Regions from separate parts of the Macaca mulatta genome. Here region 1 is linked to region 2. The links are chromatin contacts, called in public Hi-C maps. All regions are on one chromosome and are shown on one strand. The core of a region is the stretch at or near the end of the contact, and the rest is flanking DNA. Distances in the headings are between cores, read along the strand shown.

Region 1 (5,965 bases), core at 1,770-4,269, 330 kb after region 2:
AGCGAGAGCGCCCGCCGCACGCGCGCCCGTCCCAGTCCCCTGCGGCCGCCGCCGCCAGCCCCGCGCGGACTGGAGCCCTGACATTGCTGCGCTCGGGGGGCTCCAGGCAGCCCGGATCGGGGCCTTTATTTCTCGTCGGCGGCGCCCCGCACCGCGCCTCGCAAAGTAAGTCCCGTCTCCCTCACCTCTGCTCCGCACCCCGGCCCCTGCCGCCCCGCTCCTCGGCCAGTCTGGTTTCATTTTTTCCCCTGGAGGGGGCCGCGGGGAATGGGTCCGAGGTGCAGCGCTGGTGTGTGTGGGGGGCGCCTGCGGGCTTGGGAAAGTGCGGCGGCTCCACTTAGCCGGGGTGGGGGCGGAGAGCGAGCAAGGAGGAGGGGGTCACGGGTTCGCGGTGGAAAGTGAGGGGTTGAGGCGAGGCACCGTGCGGACCCCGGGTGGTGGGGAGCGGGACCGCAGCGCCCGCCGCCGTCCCAGGCAGGGCGCGGGCGGGGGCTCACCTGTGTGGTCCCCGGCCTCCTCCCGCCCGCTCACGATTCCCTCCAAAGCCCCAGAAATATCCGTGCTCTCCGCGTGTGGCAACGTTGTTTGGAGAAAGGTAGCGCCGAGGCCGCGCGCTCCTGCTCCTCCCCCTCACGGTGCCCCCCCCCCACCACCACATCGCCGGCTCCCGCGTCCTTCCCCTCCCCGCCCTCCGCCCGCGCCCCCCGCCGCCCCCCTCCCAGGACACGCCGCCCGGCAGCTTGCCCGGCAGAGCAAACTTGGAGCAGCCTCCGGGCCCTCTGGAAAGAAACTTGGGGCAATTGGGATTGGAGGCAGCATCCCATTCTTGGTTCTGGAGCCCAGGAGCTGCCAGGGCGTCTGGATCCTCCGGGGCAGGAGAAATGAGCTGGCCGGGTTTGGAGTGTCTTCCTGGGGGCATGGAGAGAACCTGCCGCAGTGCCTGGAGCAAGGATTGCAGCGTGGCTGAAGGCGGAGGACGCCTTAGGCAACTGCCTGCAGCCGAGCCTGATGGGGATCCAGGGACAGATCCCTGGATCAGGACCCATGGGACCTACCTAACATTTCGAAGTGGCTTTCTTAGAGATGGCAGATAAGACTTGGAATTGTCATACTCATTTTTGGGGGCAGATAGCTACTGACAAGGAGGAGTACTTTTCTGGTTTAAATGTTATAGCAATATACAGCAATACTAGAAGAATGTGAATGAGACTTATTTTTAATAAGTCGAGTTAAACGGAAATTGGAAATTGTTCACCTTCTTGTATTTCACTAAAATAAACATTTTACACTTAACCACTGAATTTCTTACTCAGAATTTATGTTTCCATTAATATCACCCAAGACATTTTAAATATATTGATTATATTCTCACAAGAGTCTGGTATATGGGGAAAAGTATGAAGAGGTATTCTGACAAGTACCTGAAACATGCCAGCAAAATCAATTGGGGAATAGGCCAGTTGTTCATTATAGGTTTTTCCACACAGCAGTTTTGTGCTATCCTTTTCTGTATGAATTTGAGGAGCATTTTTATAAGAGAAATTCATCTGGATGATTTGCCTCACCCTAGGGAAGAAGACTTGCTTTTAGGGGAAAAAACAATCTGCTAGCATTACTATCTCAATTTTTTGGAGTTAGTGTTTAAGGGAAGTGTCCATGAGTGATTTCTTCTGGTTTGAAAAGAGGTATGTTAGTTGACCTTAGGCTGTTAATAGAAACCTGAAATTAGATGTTTGATTAAATTAAACTCCCTAGAGAAACTGATTTCTTCATTTCTGCAGTCAGTGGGCTTTGCTGCAGAACTATTTATTAGAAGAAAAAAACCTAATATGCTATCGGTAAGTTCAATGATGATACATTGTAAAGAACATTTAGCTTGCATGAAAGAGAATGCAAGTATAAAAATCTCAACATGGGAATAACAAAGAAAAGTAGCTGCTTAGACCACAAAACCTTGTCAGGTACAAAACAACAGAGTTTTGCAGAAAGCTATTGTTTTATTCACTGCAAAGTTTCTAAATTAAAACCCAATCTTCTTGTTGCTATGGGCACTGTGATGCTTTTTTTTTTTTTTTTCCTTTTTTTCTTTTTCTTTTTTTTTTTTTTTTTCTCCTTACCTTACTTACGTCTGCACACACCACATTCTTAAATCTTTGATAATGTAAGCTTGAGTTAAACAGTCCTAGCTAACAAAGTAAAGAGAAATAATGGGAAAGGAACTGTGAATGGATTTTACCATCTTAAAAATAACCCAAAGGGAAAGTAGACATTTTAGAATTTCTTCTAGAAATTAGTACTCTGGTGTACAGATTTTATAGTAATTTTTAGACTAAATGTCAGGAACAGAATCACATTCTTAAAAGGTGAATTTCTATAAATGTGTGTATATGTTGAACAGATGAGCAGTTCTGTGCAAAAAATGTGTATAACTGCATTTGAAAAAGACAGTGAAAATTTTGGGTTATTCTAGACATCCCATAGTCTGTCTTGGAATTTAGTTCTGTGACTAAAGGAGGCTTACAATTGCTCCAGTTTTGGTTCTGTGGGGTACCCCAGTTGTAATCTGAATTCCTAACAGCAGTGCTTTTTTTTCCTCTTGATGCACTGAGGCTGAACCATAATCATTACCCTAACTCGGAATTTGATCAGAGCTAGGGAGTAGCCATTGGAATGGGGCAGAAAGGGACAAAAGAAATCAGGAGGGAGGCTAGTGTTCGTTAGGAAGGTCTCTGCTGCTTGAATATGATAAAATCACATTTCACTTATGATGTTTACTGTATGTGGCAGCTCTTATTTGTAAATAGGGCAGGTCCCCTGTATAAAGCTGGTGTTATTATTCACACCCATAGAACAAACACCTCCACCCCCCTGTTGTTGTCTTAAAAAACTCCAGCTGCTCATGAATATAGGGTCAGGGAGGGCCGGCTAAATGTTTCTCTGTGCTTTCTCTCCAGCACAGCCAGCAGAGCTGTTTCCTGTTCTTTGTTTCAAGGCTGGGGTTTGCGTCATACATTCCAAGTGGCATATGTGTGCTCTTTCCTGTTTCAGGCTGTTTTCTGGTAGATCAGTAGCCCAGACCAGGCTGAGGTCCCTGCCCCTAAACTCTGTATCCCCACCCATGGAGTTATCATGTCTCTACACACTTGATATTGCTTAAGACGCCTGTGTTATGTCATAATGAGAAGTCAGTTAACCTTTTTACGTACACCCTTTGCTCCACTGCATTTGTCTGGGTGCATAAATGCTTTTACCTTTTTACATTTTTTATTGCCAGATTGTGATTTGGGGAAATTTGGGTCCATCTTGGCAAAGAAACCTAAAGGAGTTTTGTTTTTATTTGTAATTCTTGTGTTGAGGTGGTTAGGGTGTTAAGTTTTAAGATAGGCATTTTGCCCTGAAGCTGTCAATTTCAGATCAGGATTAACACCTTACAGTTTAGAAGACCTGGCATTATCTGAAAGATGTGGCCCACCCTTGTTCACGTTTTAACCCAGGCTGCTCCAGGTGGCTTCCGTGGATGGAGGAGAATTTAAGCAGTGTTGGCAGCCTGGCCTTAGTTGAAAGTCTTGCTTATGTTTGGAAGGAAAAATCTTTAGAAAAATCACTGAAGCAAAGCATAAGACATTGAGAAAATCCCAGGATTATTTCTTTTTAAGGACAAAGATTTAAATATCAGGATAATATTTTAAGGACAAAGATTTCACTGTATAATATTCTACATATCATTTCCAACCCGTTTTTAAGAATTAAAACGCTCAAAGAAAAGGAGAACTGGCAATAGCAAATTCGTTTGATGACAGATCGTATGGAAAATTTTAATCTATTTTGAAAACAGAAGAAGAATACTCTTATTTTTGTTTTACAATAACATTTTTCATTATTTTTTAAATACTCTGTCAGTTGTGGGTCAGTGAATTTCTGGGATAACTATTTAAGACCTACCTTAATATTAGTTTTCTGTTGGTTCTTGAGAAACTAAGATTTAAGGAAATATTTGGTTGAAAAAAGTTTTGAAAAGTGCTTTTGTAAACTTGGGGATTTTTTTTTTTTTTTAATGGAAAGGAATCATCTACAGCATCTCCGTGGAATTAATTTCAAGAGTTGCTGAAGCAGCAAATCAGGCCCTCTGCTCCCCCAAATGGATGATAATGGGGCTTTAGTTTTAAATGTCACATTTCACCACATTCTTTATGTATAAATGGAAAGTATAAAATAGGATATTAAGAGAGTTGTTAGTATCAAATAGTTGGCTACTGATACTTCTATGAAAAAAGCTGGGAGTTTTGGAAGTCCCAATAAGTTCTTTCTCCTTTGGGAAAAGCAACTGGAAATACTAAGCTGACCTGTAGAACAAGAGGCTTTTAAGCTTAAAATTCATAAGTAACTCAAATTGAAGCAAGTTTTTGTTTGTTTGTTTTGGTTCCAAAGTTGTTAACAATCTAACTAGGTTTGGTAAAGAGTATTTGGCTTTCCCCAAATTCTTTCCTCTCCCTTTTGCAGGGAGATGAAGTGGTTAATAGAGATAATTAGGGTCTAATATATTCTATCAGAAAAAAATTCTGCAAGCTTCTAAATGCTAAGCTGAATAGTTGGGGAAAATTATACTATCTTATAGTTGCTATAATTACCAAAAAAATGGGAATAAGAGTTTTATTTGTTAACCATATCAATCATGATTCCTAATTTAGTTTCATTGTGTCTGCATCCCCCCTTGAGATACTTGCCTTCTTAATATTTTCAAATCAACATTTTTTGCTATAAAACGACAGATTTCTTAGGCAGTATTTCTTGTTCTCTGCTTTCACACCCAGTTGTGTTTAAGAAAAATAAATATACGCAACTTCATTCTTTAAGTTACTAGGAATTACATTATTCTGGAACTTGGATTCTTTCTGAAATGCTTCATTTATCATTGGTTCTAGCTTTTTAAAAAAACGAATCTCTAGAATCTTAAAACAGTTGATATCTGGTTTGCTAGTATGTGATACTCTAGTCAGAATTCCTCTTGGGAGTGAGTTGGAAGAGGGTTATGATGGTCGCTAGCATTCTCATTGTCAAGACCACGCTGTTCCTTTCTCAGACCATGTTTCTCATCTTAAGCAGTCATGCCCAAGCTGGAGACAGGAAACCAGACAGCAGTCTGCCCTGATAAGGGACAGCATTGTCTGAAGGCGGGGATAGCCCTGCTTTTCCCCCCAGCTCAGCTCTCCTTCCTTGAAATTTAGTAGTCGTAGAAGAGGCACAATGCTGTTGACAGTTTCTGAACCAGAACTGGGATTCATTTCTTCCAAAGCAAAAAAACAGTGTCCTCAGCCCGGCGCAGTGGCTCATGCCTATAATCTCAGCACTTTGGGAGGCCGAGGCAGGCGGATCACCTGAGGTCAGGAGTTTGAGACCAGCCTGGCCAACATAGCGAAACCCCATCTTTACTAAAAGTACAAAAATTAGCCGGGTGTGGTGGCGGCCGCCTGTAATCCCAGCTACTCGGGAGGCTGCCTGAGGCAGGAGAATCACTTGAACCCAGGAGGCGGAGGTTGCAGTGAGCCGAGATTGTGCCTCTGCACTACAGCCTGAGCAACAAAAGCGAGACTCTCTCAAAAAAAAAAAAAGGTGTCCTCTTAACTGGCCCTGTCCTAATTCTGTAATGTGACCATATTCAATGGAACAGTAAGAGAAAAAAAAAATGATCTGTGCATTTTGTATCCGTTGGTCAGAGGGGTTGTAGTAAAGTTCTTTCTTTAGCAAAACAGATTCCTGGAGGTTTTGAAAGTCACTCTATTGTGTCAGCAGGCTGAATTCATTATCATTTCTCCATCTAATTATTTAGAAGGGCTGGAGACAGAAGAGAGCGAGTTAAGTGGCCCTCTAGCCCATGCATTTCATGTAACCCCTGGGTCTGGCTCTTACTTACCCTGTTTCCTGTAAGGGGGCGCTCCCTGAGGCAGGCCCTTTGCAGGAGGACCCA
Region 2 (6,580 bases), core at 2,754-5,253:
GCATCTCAGCAAAGACGTCAGGCTGGATTTAACAGAAACAAAGCTAAAATGATCGACAACACCAAAAGCTCAGCTATAGGGAGTGATCTATCTCTCAGCTTAGTAAATATTCGAAAATGAAGATCAAGAAAAATCTTACTTCAGCGTAAAAGGAGTATGTGATTTTGAAGATCTGGGCATTGGGGTCTCAGCTCCGATGGTCAGGGCTGTGGGTGAGGAGAGAGGCTGGTGAGGAGAGCTTTGTCTACAGCACAATAGTTGGAGGGATTTTTTTTCCTGCCTTCGACTTTATAAAGACAAAGAAAGGATTTGTTGAAAATGACAGAGTCTACTCTCCATAATGAGAACCATGTTATATTTAGTATAGGAGAATATACCCAACGCATTTTAAAGCAGGGGTTTTACACTGCCTCCCTCCTTCCACAATATACTCGAGGAATACAACACTTCCCCAGGCTCTCTATGGTTTTTTTTCTCAACGGTGGAATGGGGATGTGAGGCCAGCGCTTCAGGAGAGGATGCCTGTGGGTCTGAAAAGGAATGATATGAGCTGGATTATGTCTCCTTGCTTGTAATCCCAGCACTTTGGGAGGCTGAGGTGGGTGGATCATCTGAGGTCTGGAGTTCGAGTCCAGCCTGGCCAACATGGTGAAACCCCATCTCTACTAAAAATACAAAATTAGCCAGGCATGGTAGCTCATACCTGTAATCCCATCTACTTGGGAGGCTGAGGCAGGAGAATCTCCTGAACCCAGGAGGCGGAGTTGCAGGGAGCCAAGATCGCGCCACTGTGCTCTAGCCTGGGCGACAAGAGTGAAACTCCATCCAAAAAAAAAAAAAAAGAAAGAAAGAAAAGAAAAGAAAAAGAAAGATATGTTGGGATCCTAACCCCCAGCATCTCAGAATGTGACTTTATTTGCAGATAAGGTCTTTACAGAAGTAATCAAGTTGAAATGAGATCCTTAGGGTGGGCCCTAACCCAATGTGACTGACAACCTTGTCAAAATGGAGAATTTGGTCACAGACAGACACACACAGAAGAAAGACAATGTGAAGAGAAACAGGGAGAAGGGGGCCATCTACAAGCCAAGGAGAGAGGCTGGAATAGATGTGCCCCTCACAGCTCTCAGAAGAAACCAGCCATGCAGACACTGGGATCTCAGAGTTCTAGCCTCCATTACAATGAGACAATACATGTCTGTTGTTTAAGCCACGCAGTTTGTGTTTAAAGGCAGCCCTGGCAAATGAATAGCAGGGACAACAGTGATTCTGCAACACACATGGTCCCCCAACCTGCCAGCCCTCTCCTTGGGACCTGCCATGTCAACAGCATGGAGACTGCAGGGTCCCAGGTCTGTCTCCAGTTCCTCCTCATGAGCCACTGTGGTAAACCCATAATAGGTGGGTGGGGAGACAGTCTCTGCTGGTCTGATCTGTATCTTTTCCAGTCCAGAGCAGCTTCTAGATAGCTTTTCCCTGTGAATCGATTGGCTGCCTCAGTCAGTGGTTGGCAGAAAATCCCAGGCTTCCCTTGAAGCTACAGCCATGTCTGGTTCCAGTTTCATGAGGGCCCTAGGTTTACGGGGCAAACTGATCCAACTGGAGCCTCCATGGCTTGAACTCTCGGGTTCTCTGTCACAGTTGAGCTGTCTGGAGATGAATTCCACAATCCTTGCGGTTCCCAGGTAAGAGCGGGATGATTTAGCAAAGCCCACCACCACTTCCAGAAAACCAATTCAAAATGCACTAGATACACTCTCTTTATTGTAAGACTACAAAGAAATAAGAATAAGAATACACATTTTTGTACTTTGTATTTTCATAAAGAAACATAGGTAGGATTAAAAAAAAAAAGTAATAAAAATGATTTACCAACAAGGGAGAAAAGGAAGAGGAGAGATTGGATTAAGAGAAAGAAGTGGCAGCGAGTGTACTTCTCAGGTATACTATATTTTAGAATTTTGACTTTTGAGTCATGTAAGTGAATGACCCACTCAAATAAAATTTTAACTTAAAAACTGTACTATTCATGTAAAGGGACTCAGAGTCCCATTTTTGCATTGGAAACACATTCTAGGCAATTTGTCAAAAGGTAGCTTGCTTTAAACGCTCTGTTACCCTATTTTAATAATGGTGACAGTCTATTTGTTTAGCATGAATGAGGGCCTGTAGAACCTGTTGGTAATAGTGCCATAATGGGCATTCAATGATGTAGTGTCATTCACAGGACCTTAATCTCTTAGTCTGGTCTTCCTAGGGAACCAGCTGAGTGGCCTTGGACTCAACCCTGTACCTTTCTGCTCCTCAATTCCTCATCTGTGACACCAGCTTAATTCACCTGTTCTGTGTGCCCATAGGCTGTCATCTGGCTCAACTGTGAAAACGCTTTGAAATCACCATTATCATCATCCTCATGGTGGAGTTTTCAGTTGTGCAGGTACAACTGGAAGCCACTGTGTCAGAAGCGTTTGAACCAGAGTAACTCCATCTTGAATAGGGACTGGGTAAAATGAGGCTGATACCTACGGGGCTGAGTTCCCAGGTAGATAAGACATTCTAAGTCAAAGGATATGATACGATGTCAGCACAAGACACAGGTCATAAAGACCTTGGTGGTAAAACAGGTTGCAGTAAATAAAGAAGCCAGTTAAAGCCCACCAAAACCAAGATGGCAATAAGAGTGTAGGATCCTCACTGCTACACTCCCACCAGCGCCATGACAGTTTACAAATGCCATGGCAACATCAGGAAGTTACCCTATATGGTCTAGAAAGGGGAGGCATGAATAATCCACCCCTTGTTTAGCATATCATCAAGAAATAACCATAAAAATGGGCAACCAGCAGCCCTTAGGGCTGCTCTGTCTGTGGAGTAGCCATTCTTTTATTCTTTTCTTTTCTTTTCTTTTCTTTTCTTTTCTTTTCTTTTTGAGACAGAGTCTGGCTCTGTCGCCCAGGCTGAAGTGCAGTGGCACGATCTCAGCTCACTGCAACCTCCACTTCCTGGGTTCAAGCGATTCTCCTGCCTCAGCCACCGAGTAGCTGGGATTACAGGCATGTACCACCATGCCTGACTATTTTGTATTTTTTTTTTAGTAGATTTGGGTTTCACCATGTTGGCCAGACTGGTCTCGAACTCCTGACCTCAGGTGATCTGCCCGCCTCAGCCTCCCAAAGCATATTCCTTTACTTTGTTAATAAACTTGCTTTCATTTTAGGCTACGGTCTCACCCTGCATTCTTTCTTGTGCGAGATCTAGATGGGGTCTAGATGGGGACCCCTTTCCTGTAACAAGTGTACAGTTTGAGGTCATTGAAAAACAACCAAGTCTAAGATGGGGCATGATACCATCTTAAGAATATTTGTATTTGTCTCTCTGACACTGTCTGCAGACTAGGGTCGCTCAAAGGATGGATCTCTTGACTTTCCAACTCTTACCAAGCATTTTGACAAGGGTGGGAGGGGTCCTTTAATAAGAGGTACAGGCGAAGGAGACAGGAACCAGCCTCTTAGTCTGGACCAGAGAAGGAACTCTGGTTCTACAAACAAATGAAAAGCTTAGGAAAGTCTTGTCCTGACAAAATTCACAGGCTTCTAATCCTCTCCCTTCCCTACCTTAAAAACACACAAGATTAAGGAAAAGACAAGAAAGGCAGTAAGATTCTTGAAAGAGCTTTCAAAAATGAGAAAAGAAAAACAAGAGAATAAACAGCACAATGTGTCCTGATACGTTATGTTTCCCTTTCGTTTTGCATTTTTTTCCCTTTCCTTCAAAAAAAAAAAAATCTAGGATCTTGTCTCCTCTAAGGAAAAATTTGGAAGGAAAATTTGACATAATCTCCAGAGCTGTAAAACTTCTTTGTATGCCGTCACTTTAGTGCTTTTTCTTACATTCCCTTAAGTAGCCAACCTACCATGTGGCGAGTTTGTGAAGCCAGGAAGGGAGGCAGTAACCCGAGAGGCGCTGCAGGGCGGCTCCCCAGGGCGAGGGAGGGCAGGCGGAGCCCCAGCTCCTCCCAGCCGGCTGAGCGCTCGGCCCCTCCTATGGCCGCAGGGGAAAAGGAGGAGAGACCTACATTTAAAAAGGCAGGAAGCTACCAGCTGCGGAGCTCCTGAACTGCAGAGTGAGAATTCCCATTTGTGAGGTCAAATCGAGGTCAAGAATTTCCTAACCATCTCTGAAAACCCCCTATTTAGGGGGTCAAGTCGGGCTGGCAACACCCCAGATCATTAACTAAATCTAACTTGATCTTCAAAAACACAGCCCAGGACTGTTTTTCTTTCTTCTCTCTGAAAGAATGTTTCTCAGTGGCATTTCTGTTACTTCCTGTTTGTGACCGGGCTTTCCTTGCCCTACTTCCTTTTTTAGGGGTTTAGGTTGCCTCGACGGCCATTTCCACTTGGATGGAAAAGGGGTGTGTGTGCGTTGGATTGGAAGGGAAACAGCTCACATTTATTTTTATGTTGTAAAACGCTTTTCTCATGCATTCACGTTCTTTCATTTACGTTCTATAGCAACACTATGAGACCAACAGTGTCTTATATGCCCAAATTACAGAGAAAGAAACTGAGGCTCAAAAAGATTAAATAAGATGTCCAAGTTCACTCATCACATAAAGGCGCAAAACCTGGATCTGCGTTCCAAGGGTCTGAAATCCAAAGGGGTTTGGGGATTTCACGGGGTCTGAATCTAAAACTGAAGTTGTTTTTCATTTATTGAACCCTTAAGGGAGACCTAACTTTAACTTATTTGGCAAAGCTTTCTTCAGGGGGGACTTTTATTCGGTCTTTATTATAGAGTTTATTCTTCAAATGTAACGAAAAGACTTAGCTTAGTGCCTTCCCCAGAGCAGTGGGAGAATTATGAAGGATGTACTATTGCTTTTTTTTTTTTGCAACCTCTCTGCTCTGCCATCTTTCACCCGCTATCCCAGGGCCAAGCTGGGGCGTTCATTGTTGCCCCGGAGCCAGGGCTGCACTTCCAGCGTCAGGCAGTAGGGGGAGCATGTGTGCAAGAGGAGGAAAGCGGCTCCAACTCGGGCAGGAAACGTCTGAGACCGTGTGTCCTTGCCCGGCTCCGGTTGAAAATTTAATTTTTTTTGCTGCCTGAATACTTAGAACCCATGGCTCCAAGCTTCTCTGCAAAAATTTATGCTTACTGATTTGTAGGGTGGGAAAAAACAGCCTCAGGGAGCTGTAGAAAAAGATTACATGTGTCCACTGGATCAGAGGAAGTGAAAACCTCCACACGGCTTCTGGGGAAGGATCCAGGCCTCCTGGCCTTCCCGCCCCTATGTGAGGGGGAGAGGACGCAGAGGCCCGCATTATGGGCCGTCCTGGGTCCACGCATCCCAGGGCCTCCACCCGAAACCTGCCAGAGAAGACAGGATTTCTTGTACAGTCCCTAGCGAAAGAATGAGAATGTACACGGCAAATGGGGAGAAACGTTTGTGTTTTTTCATTGTATCCCTGGCTTCTGCAGCAGTGCAGGTGGCTGGCCTGGCTTCTGGTACTCACATTGACAGAGCCTGTTAACTTAGGCTGCGCTTTGACAAGCGCCTTGAAGTCAGGTGGAAAAGAAACGAACGTCCTAAGCTTGAGCTCATACTAGGTCTGGGATAACTTTGAGTGCTGGCAGGTCACCTCTACTCCGGGATGTAGCTTTCTCCCATTTCTCCTTTCACCATTACAACTTTAGTTTCTTAACCTGGGAAAGAAAAGTTTCAAAACTGCAGCAATGGAGAACCCCGAGGGCTGGCTGGCAACAGTTTCATTCCCAGGAAAAGAGAGAAGAACCAAAATTTGATGTTTGCCTGCACTTTGGATTTGGATGTAGGAGACAACTGATACTCTTTTTTTGATGGTAGTTATTTACAGAAAACGTTGGTCTTGGTTCCAAATACACATGAGATTTGTATTCTAATGCACCTGTTCCTGTGTTTTTTTTTTTTTTTTTTTGTTTTTTTTTGTTTGTTTAAAATGGTGACTTCCTAGGGTATTTTTCTAGACCAGTAGAAAAGATGTTAACCAAAGTTTCCTGTAAAACTACCATTTAGGTATCTCTGCTTTCATTCTGCTCTGGGGTAAAAACTCCCTTCACTCTGAATAAGTTAAAGAAGTATTTAGAGTAGCCGAGATAGAAATGGACAAGATGTGGACCCACTAAGAGTAGACGGCAATGATCTTTGGATCTCCACCCCTCACGGGATTTCCCCTAATATAAGATGAAACCTGTGTGTCGTTGGTAGGTATTATCATAGAGATACCTATGTATCCGCAATATAACGTGATACTTGTATAAGGAACTTACAATCCTCTGGTACAGTTCTCACCTCTCATGGCCCAAGAACCCATCAGAAAATTTACCTTTTATTTGCAAACACTCTAGCTCAAGTAACTAACAATTAACATTGATTTAGTACCCTCTCGGTGCTAGGCATAGGAAACAAAGATTAAGATCTGCCCTTGAGGCTGGGCACCGTGCCTCAGGTCTGTAATCCCAGCACTTTGGGAGGCCGTGGCGGGTGGGTAGGGGAGCGTCACTTGAGATCAAGAGTTTGAGGCCAGCCTGGCCAATAAGC

The links. Hi-C and Micro-C count contacts between places; a contact is called where the count stands out from the background.
Region 1: a contact with region 2 is called in a Hi-C map of CD4 T cells, with 5 times the contacts expected there. The contact joins two enhancer-like sites. A contact is called at or near these places in 7 of 14 Hi-C or Micro-C datasets (CD4 T cells, blood, cortical neurons and 4 more).

Annotation. Positions count from the first base shown.
Region 1 is chr5:37,887,137-37,893,101 of T2T-MMU8v2.0, forward strand. It overlaps KLF3 (KLF transcription factor 3), which reads left to right and starts at 24. Exons shown (of 6, transcript NM_001261280.1): 1 at 24-165. Within about 2 kb of position 3,020, at least 28 of the 40 cell types and tissues checked have an H3K27ac peak or open chromatin away from gene starts, as enhancers often do. A contact at or near this core is called in CD4 T cells, blood and liver, where this site is marked.
Region 2 is chr5:37,555,563-37,562,142 of T2T-MMU8v2.0, forward strand. No RefSeq gene overlaps it. Among named protein-coding and RNA genes, the nearest start is that of KLF3, 330 kb to the right of the region's middle. Within about 2 kb of position 4,004, at least 28 of the 40 cell types and tissues checked have an H3K27ac peak or open chromatin away from gene starts, as enhancers often do. A contact at or near this core is called in CD4 T cells, blood and liver, where this site is marked.